Linked DNA regions of Sus scrofa: all the other regions are linked to region 3. The links are chromatin contacts, called in public HiChIP or PLAC-seq maps. All regions are on one chromosome and are shown on one strand. Each heading gives the region's core, a stretch centred on a gene start, on an enhancer-like site or on the middle of the called end of the contact. The rest is flanking DNA. Distances are from core to core; before and after follow the strand shown.

Region 1 (2,700 bases), core at 11-2,510, 1.2 Mb after region 3:
ATGGAGGTTCTCAGGCTAGGGGTCTAATCGGAGCTCTTGCTGCCAGCCTACACCACAGCCACAGCAACGCCAGATCTGAGCCACGTCTGTGACCTACACGACAGTTCATGGCAACGCTGGATCCGTGACCCACTGAGCGAGGTCAGGGATTGAACCCACGTCCTCATGGATGCTAGCCGGGCTCGCTAACCACTGAGACACAACGGGAGCTCCACCAACATGTCTTTCAAAACAACTCAGAATATAATAATTAAAAGACAAGTCAGTGATATGCTAGAGATATTGTGTACATTACTTAAAATTTGTATATTCATGACATTCTGATTTTGAGGTGACCTTTTTAAACTAAGAAGGCTACCTCAAGGTATTTACTAGATGTTTTCATTGATTTGTTTTCACTTCTGTGCAAATCCTCAAAATCAATTCAATAAATACTTAGCAACTACCACAGGCGCAAGTGTTATACTATGTATTAATTCCAAAGACGATTCCTAGAACGTAAAAATCCAAAAATGGATTCTGGAAAGTTCTGCCAGCTGCCAGGCTGGATTACTTTAAATTCCTGTTTTAAAAAGGCAAAACTTTGTTCTAAGGAAAAGTCCTTAGTAAAAAAACCTTTACTTTCTAAATTTCCACAGGTATTTTACCCTTTAAAAAAGGCAGCTTCAACAAGCCAACATCTTTCATTGTGTGCTTACTTTTACTTACAAACTAAACAGACAAGAAACCAACGGCCCCCTCTCCCCCCAGGTTAAGAAAACAGGCACTTGGGGCCCAAAGAGGCCCCAAAGGTATTTTCGTTGGGTGTCTTTCCTTTAGGAAGTTCACAAGTTCTTCCTCGAATCCAAACATTAGCAACACTTTACAAAAATAACAAAATCATTAATACACGTTGCTGTTGGATTTGGTCGCAAGGCTATTTCCAGAGACTTCTGTTTTGAGATACTCTCCTTGCGAAAAATGGAGCTTCGGTTTTACCTGAAAACTAACCTTCACGTTTTTGTCCTTCCCGGCACATTCTTTCCCACTAGATGAGAAGCGCTGACCCACAGCACTTGTCGACCCATCTTGGGAGTCGCAGCGTTTTAAACGTGGGCTGCAGCCTGCACCTGTCCCGCACTCCACCTCTCGCCCCAGTCAGCTGACCTGGAGGGGCGTTCCCCGCAGCCGGGCGGAAGCCCCCCGCCCGACCGGACGCGCCGCGGGGTGTGCGGGGCCGGGGCCGGGGCGGCGCTGAACGCCCACGGCTCCGCCCCGGCCCCGCCCCGGTCGGAAGCGGCCGAGGGGGTGGGACTCTCCGCCCCCGCCCCGGCCTCCGTCGCTAGGGACGCGGCAGCCGGGCAACCGCGATGGGCCCGGAAGAGGGGTCGACGCCGGTGGACAACGTGGTCACTCAGTTCAGCACCTATGAGGACTTCCTGGACTCGCAGATCACCACGGTGGACTTGTACTACCTGGAGGTGAGGGGGCCGCCGCCTTCCAGACCCGCGGCCCCTCCCGCGGGCCCGCGTCGTGGACGTGGGCTCTTCGCCCCCTGCCGGTGGGCCGCGGGGACCGTAGGCCGCGCCGCGTCCGGACGGCGGCGCCCAGGCGGCGGCGGCGGCAATTCCGCGGCGTCCGTCCCGCCCCGCGCTGCCCCGGTGGGTTCAGAGGTCGGGCCCTGGGGGTCCCCGTCCCGCCGCAGACCCCGCGCGTGCGCACGGGGCACGCAGACCTGCGGGGCCCGGACCTGGTGCAGCGCCGCCTCCCGGCCCGCTGCCCTTCCAAAGGCGTGCTAGCTGAGCAGGTGGCGGGGTTCCGAGGCCGGCAGCTCAGGTCTGACACTTTGTTTCTCGTTCCTTTGCCAGTTGGTGTTAAAGAAAGGAAGACGCTATCCTCCCGGGTGGAGCTGGTGTTACCCTGGGCATGTGGGTCCATGAACTTGCACCGCAAGCGGGTTGAGTCAGAAGGCCCTTTCTTTACGGGTACAGGTTGCAGGCAGTTCCTGACTCAGGTTTATCAAGTCGATTGATCACAGCTGATGTGGGGAGTGGAAAAACAAGTCTGCAACACCGCAACGTCGGACATAATTGGGATTGGCGGCTGTCTTCCTCTCCGCACCGCTCCCCCCCCCCCGCCCCCGCACCTGCTTCTTAAAGGTGTGTCAGTGCCCGGGAAGATGGGGAAGGGAGGGAGGAAGCGGAATAGAGTTCGCGTCCTCTTCCAGGGGAACCAGCGTGAGCGGGAAAACGACAGGCCACTGGTCCTGAGAAGCAGGAGGTGCACGGTGGGGCCCTATAGCGCTGATGTATTCCCAGGCCAGGCCGACTAAATGGGCACTGCCCGGGAGCCATGCCACAGCCCCCCAAACTGCCCTCTCTCTGCTCTGGGTCGGCACTCTGCAACTGAGTTGGAGAAGCATTTGTATCCTGCTGCCAACTCCCCAAACTCCTTACCTGCAACAGTGTAATTCTGCATTTTAGTGGATTGAATTTTTGGACTCCAGTGATTATGTTAAAAATGGTATTTTACCCCAGTGTGGATTCCAAGGTCTGAAGAGTGCTTATCCTCCAGTACACACTCATGTGCTAGGTATGAACATAATTTTAAGCAAATAGAAACATCTAATTTGAGTCCTATCTCTGCCACAAACAAGTTGTGTGACCTTGGACAGGTAATTTTATCTTTCTGGAATTATCTAGTAGAAAAAGTCCAGGTGGC
Region 2 (2,700 bases), core at 170-2,669, 1.0 Mb after region 3:
GAATGAATGATTGGCAGCGGGCATCTCTGTCAGGGCTTTGGCATGCTGCAGAGTAGAAGCCCTGTGCTAATGAATGCCATCTACACCTACCAGATGTGCCACTGGGTGACATGCCAGATCTTTTACATAATGCCATTCTGCCGGACAAGAGACAGCTGGGGGGGGGGGGTTGTCTTTTAATGCCTTGGGGTGAGAGTGGGTTTGCCTTTTTTGTCTCACCCAGACTTCCCGCCACCACCCACACACCCAATCAGTCCCCCCTACGTGGAGCTATAACCTATGGCTGAGGTCCTTGCCTTCAGAGATGGCCCAGAAGCAGGAAAGCTGGAGCTCCTGGACCTGCTCCCTCGACTCTCCCCTACACTCTCACCCTTCCTGGAGTTTGCCCCCGCCCCCATCCAAATTTAGGAAAGAGAAATTTTCCTTTTTTAAGTTAAAGCTATAAAAACGCTGGACGCATATGAAATGAAAAAAGTAAAGGGGAGAAACGACGCGTCCTTTCCTCCCCCTCCCCCCAATTATCCTCCACTTCCCAGCCCGAAAGTGGGAGGACGAGCCCCCCTCGCGCCATTCTCCTCCTTTTCCACAGTCCGAGGGGACTAGATGGTGTCCGTCCCGCTTTCTGGCTAAAGCGGTTGTCGGAAGTAACGTGGGGGGTCCAAAAGCCCACGCCGTGTGGAGAGGACTCTTTCCCGGCGTGGGATGGGCACGGCGGGCGGGAAGGGAAGAGAAAACCACTTCCGATGGGAGATGGGCGATGGGCGGCGTGCGTGCGCGCGCGGGCAGAGTTTAGGTCCACGCCACCCCCGCAGGGGCATCTGCAGGTGGGAGGAGGAGCCGCCGCGCCGGTCCCCGCTCTTTCGCTGGACCTGCTCGTGGGGACAGCCCGGGAATTGAAGGGACCTAAGAGGGGCAGGCCTCCCCCCAGCCCCCGGACTCCAGCATCCGCTCCCACGCCCGGCCCCCGGCCCCTAGCGCGCCGCGGGCGGAGCTGCCAGGCCCCTTCCCTCGCCCCCGCCCGCTGCCGAGGCTCCAGATGGCGGCTCCTCGCGCTCGGCTCGCGGCCCCCAGACGCCGCCCGGCAGCAGCCGGCGGTCGCTCCCTCCCTCCCAGCTGCTGCGGCGGAGCCCGCGACCCGCTCGGCGAGGAGGGCGGGCCCCTCGGCCGGCTGGGACCCGGGCGGAAGCCGGGCGCCGAGGGGCGCGCAGGAGCCGTGCCCGCGGGGCAGAAGCCGTGCCCGCGGGGCAGGAGTCCTGGAGGCCCCAGGTGAGGAGGCCGCGGGGAGCGCGCGGGGAGGGGGGCCTGCCTGGCGCTGGCGCCGCCGCCGCTGCACCCCCGCGCCGCTGGGTCTCTCGGCTTTCCTGCCGGCAAGGCGGCCGCCGCGGGCCCAGCGGGCGCGGGCCCGGAGCGCCACGCAGTCGCCAGGAGGGGGCGCCCAGCACCCCGAAGCCGGGGCCCCGGGGCGTCCCGCCCCGCCCAGGGGAAGGCTGGTCCGGGCGGGAAAAGCGCCCCCTCCTGCCGGAGAGCGGTAATGCCCACCCGCCGCGACCAGCCCCTTCGCTTTTTCTCCGCTCTTCTCCCTAAACTCTGCTCCCTCGCTCCCCAAACGCCTCGCTTTTCTCTCGATTGCCAGGTTTCCCTACTTCTCCTCGCCTGACCCCCGCACCCCAGAACGTCCCCCTCCTTCCCCTTTACCCGCGCGGTCAGGGTTTGTCCGCCCCTGGGGCGGTGGGAAGGGGGATGTATTTCGTGCCAGGGCTCCGACTCCTCTCCACAGGTGCCTCCCTGGGAGCCCCCGACATCAATCCCGAGAACGGCGTTTCGAGGGGGTCGAGGCCTGAGCCCGGCAACTCGGTAACCTGGGGGGAGTGATGCGTTTGGGAGCAGCGCGTCCGCTCGACACGGAATTCCCTTTACTGGACGGATGGATAAAGTTCTGCGGCCTGGTGCTGAACCCCTTCTACCCCCAAGTCAGGACACTTCGAGAGCATTTTCCCTTACACAGACCCTGTAAGACCTAACGTCCGTCTCCCTGACAGTCCTCACTGCGGTCCTCCGTAGCAGCCGTGCTGGGGTCGGGGTAGAGGGAGGAAGGCGCTAAAAGGCCGCGGAGCCGGGCCTCCCGCGCACATCTGACGCCCCCTCTAATCCCCCACCCCGCCCGGCGCTCCGGGCGCGTGTCCGCAGACCCTCTGCCGGTCCCTGCGCGCGGCCGTCGGGCATTAGACCCCCGAAAGCAACGTTCCGTAAGCTCCCAGTACAAATCCCCTCGGAAACATTAATCACAGCCACCAGTGAATGCAAAACGTGTGCCCGTGCCTGCCGTGTCTGCCTTTTAATCCCGAAGGCAATTCTGGAAAGCAGCCTCAGACCGGGCTCTATTAATCCCTTACACCAGCAAATGCAATCTCTGACCTACTAGATTTGTTTGCCTGCAATTTCAGGAGGAGTTGGCCTCGACAGAGAAATAGACAGAAAGAAAACTATGGGTGACTCGCGGCGCGGGGCAGTAACGCAACAATGGGGTGCGTTTCCGTCAAAAGGCGCTCCTGCTGTGGCGGGGGCTCAGCCGCCCCGAGTCCTGACACCGCGCGGGGCGGCCGCGGCGTGCGGGCGGGGGTGGGGGGGTAGGGGAGCTGGGTGGCGAGTGCCTAGTGGGGTCGGAGCCCAGAGGAAACCCAGTTCTTTTTCCTCCAAAGG
Region 3 (2,700 bases), core at 113-2,612:
GGGACCTAGAGCTAACCAACATCTGTATCTTAATTCTCTTCAAGTGGGGTCCTGTAATTAATTTCTGTGAGTTCTAACAGAAAGCTAGCCTAAGAACTAGAACACTAGATTTTTCGGTTTTGTTTTTTTAAACCCAGGCTTTGAAGGGACTCAGTTTTAAGTTTAGATGAAAAAATTCCTTTCTTAAAGTCGCTTCTTACACTCTAATGGAGGGTGGTGGCTGTTACAGGCTCTCTTTGCCTTTCCCACACAGCGTTTTTCACAGCGGTTATTATGTAATAGTGTAATTAGCACCCAGGCTAGACCTCGACAGCTCCATAAGAACAAGAGTTATGCCTGCTGTTCTTTCCAGGACCTAGTAGGGTGCCTGGTACCTAGCAGGGGCTCAGAGTATCTGCTAAATGAATGAATGAATGTGTGTGTGTGTGTGTGTGTGTGTATATATATATATATATATATATATATCTCCTTGATTTTATATATATATGTTGTGTAATACATATATAATGCAATGTGAACTTACTCCTATTATACAGGCATTTATCTGGCCCCAAACGTCCGAATTTCCACAGGGCTGCCTTAAAAATAAACAAAGCTTAGGTATACACAGGGGCAAGTATGGCTCAGCCATCGTCAGTGGGGTCGATTCCAACATGTATCCCGATAAGCACTGAATGGAATAAAGGATGTAAAATCTCTCCATAAACAGCCAAGTGCCACGGGAGAGTTAGTGATTACGACCACTGTTACTGTCAGTCTTCGTCCCACGGATCAAGCACCCCAGCGGGGAGAAGGAAGGATACCAAGACAGGAGAGGTGGCAGAAGGGATGAAAAGGATGGGGCAGCTAGGAAATGACGGGCACAGAGAAAAGGGGGGAAAACAGCAGGCGGACCAGACAAAAAGGATGTGCAAGAGGAGGGGCCGCCGGCGCGCCCCCCAGGCGCGCCCAGCGGAGGCGGCCAGACCTTACCTTTTGATACACAGCCTGGAGGGCAGGTAGGCCCGGTAGCCGTCGGTGATGTACGGGTTGTCCTTGAGGGACACGGGGATCTGCTCGTAGGTGTAGAGGCGGATGCCGCGGGGAACCAGGACGGGCCAGTACTGGTAGCTGCCCAACTCGATGTAATGCGCGCTCTTCAGCAGCTTCTGATGCATCCTTCCCGGCCGCCGCCGCCGCTCCCCAGCCGGGAAGCTCGCCCAGGCCCCGCCTCCCCGGGGAGGGGGCTTCGCCGCCGCAGCCCCCGCCCCGGAGCTGGCGGACGCCGCGCGAGGTCCTACGGCCCCGCAGCTGCCCGGGCCCGGTACCGCGCACAGAGCGGCCACCGGCGTCAGCGCCCCCGCGGCCCCGCGACGTCGCCGCCCTCTCTGACGTCAGCACGCTGCCTGGGCCCCGCCCCTCGGCCCTGCCTGGGCCGGCGCCACCGGGGGCGGGGCCTGGGCGGGGCGGGGCCTGGGCTGGGGCGGGCGCGCAGGTGCCGTGGGGGCCGCGGGGCTGGGCCCGGGCCTCCGCCGCTGCTGGAGTTCGAAGGCGAGGCGGCCCAGTCCTCCTCGTGGGTGAGAAGAGCGCAGAACTGTACGGCGAATACAAGCGGTTTTTTTCCTTATCCTGTTTTTAATTAGAAGCAATATGCGTTACATTTTGAAAAACCAAGGGGAAAAGAGTAACTGGGAGAAGAATAAGAACTAGACCTAGCTCCACACCGGTTCTTTGAGCTTGGAATGTCACACATTTCTTAACCTGCGACGTTATCTCGGCCAAGGTCAGTCCTTTGAAGTAGGTGGAAATAGAGGAAACCTGATGCACAGAGAACATGTACCAAAATCGGGAATAAGCTGAGCCGTAGAGAATCCCCAACGCTTTCGAAGTATTCAAAGCCCCAAAGCTCTTCAGAGTATTTTCTCTGACCACAGTAGACTTAAACTAGAGATAAACAAGAAAACTGAAACTCCCCAGATGTCTGGAATTGAAACAAAGCACTTCCAAGTATTTTAGTGGGTTGATGGAGAGAGCGCAAGGAAATGGAACTCAATGCCAAAGATAGAAGATATAAAAACTTGGGGGCGTGCAGCTAATACGGTGCTTAAAGGAAATGTTATAGCTTTTTTTATAGCTACGAATGATGATGCCAATTCTTCTTCTTCTTCTTTTTTTTTTTTTTTTTGCTTTTTAGGGCCGCACCCTCGCCTTTTGGAGGTTCCCAGGATAAGGATCCAATTGGAGCTACAGCTGCCGGCCTGCACCACAGCCACAGCAACATCAGATCTGAGCCGTGTCTGTGACCTACACCACAGCTCAGGGCAACGCCAGAACCTCCACCCACTGACAGAGGCCCTGGATGGAACACACAACCTCTTGGTTCCCAGTTGCGTTCGTTTTTTTTGCTCCGCGACAAGGGGAACTTCGCCAAAGCTTTTTCCTAATGGCAAAAGGGCAGAACGTTAGTTTTGCATCCATGTATGTAGACCCCTTAGTGCATTGTTTGGCAACAGTGCATGATAACAATCATCGACGCTGTTATTTATTTACTGTTGTTGTGTTGGTAATACTAGTTGATGTCTGAGAGGCAGTATAGGTTGTGATTAACTTCTGAGCGTTGAAGCCTTACTACCTGGGTTTGAATTCAGCCACTTATGAGCTGTGTGTCTTGTACAAGTACTAAAGCTCTCTGTGTCTCGGTTTTCTCACTGGTGGAACAGG

Evidence for each region. HiChIP or PLAC-seq counts read pairs in DNA pulled down with a chosen protein or histone mark.
Region 1: a contact with region 3 is called in an H3K27ac HiChIP or PLAC-seq map of skeletal muscle, with 12 times the contacts expected there. The contact joins the promoter of C8H4orf22 here to the promoter of PAQR3 in region 3. A contact is called at or near these places in 1 of 5 promoter capture datasets (fetal skeletal muscle), 4 of 47 Hi-C or Micro-C datasets (embryonic fibroblasts, fetal heart ventricle and heart right ventricle) and 1 of 2 datasets of contacts at active chromatin or transcription factors (skeletal muscle).
Region 2: an H3K27ac HiChIP or PLAC-seq map of alveolar macrophages shows a contact between it and region 3. The contact joins the enhancer-like site here to the promoter of PAQR3 in region 3. A contact is called at or near these places in 3 of 5 promoter capture datasets (fetal liver, fetal skeletal muscle and liver), 4 of 47 Hi-C or Micro-C datasets (embryonic fibroblasts, epiblast stem cells and fibroblasts) and 2 of 2 datasets of contacts at active chromatin or transcription factors (alveolar macrophages and skeletal muscle).

The regions. Positions count from the first base shown.
Region 1 is chr8:137,490,578-137,493,277 of Sscrofa11.1, reverse strand. C8H4orf22 reads left to right here and starts at 1,260. Exons shown (of 6, transcript XM_021101895.1): 1 at 1,260-1,460. The coding sequence starts at 1,350. It overlaps LOC106508356 (a long non-coding RNA gene), which reads right to left and starts at 1,178. Exons shown (of 4, transcript XR_002346918.1): 1 at 991-1,178.
Region 2 is chr8:137,622,785-137,625,484 of Sscrofa11.1, reverse strand. It overlaps LOC106510569, which reads left to right. Exons shown (of 2, transcript XM_013998646.2): 1 at 1-1,266; 2 at 1,778-2,700. The coding sequence starts at 744. The coding sequence ends at 1,872. Among named protein-coding and RNA genes, the nearest start is that of PRDM8, 13 kb to the right of the region's middle. Within about 2 kb of position 1,419, at least 32 of the 83 cell types and tissues checked have an H3K27ac peak or open chromatin away from gene starts, as enhancers often do. A contact at or near this core is called in alveolar macrophages, embryonic fibroblasts, fetal liver and 1 more, where this site is marked.
Region 3 is chr8:138,645,289-138,647,988 of Sscrofa11.1, reverse strand. PAQR3 (progestin and adipoQ receptor family member 3) reads right to left here and starts at 1,362. Exons shown (of 7, transcript XM_013998797.2): 1 at 973-1,362. The coding sequence starts at 1,157. It overlaps LOC102167132 (a long non-coding RNA gene), which reads left to right and starts at 1,470. Exons shown (of 9, transcript XR_002346480.1): 1 at 1,470-1,762.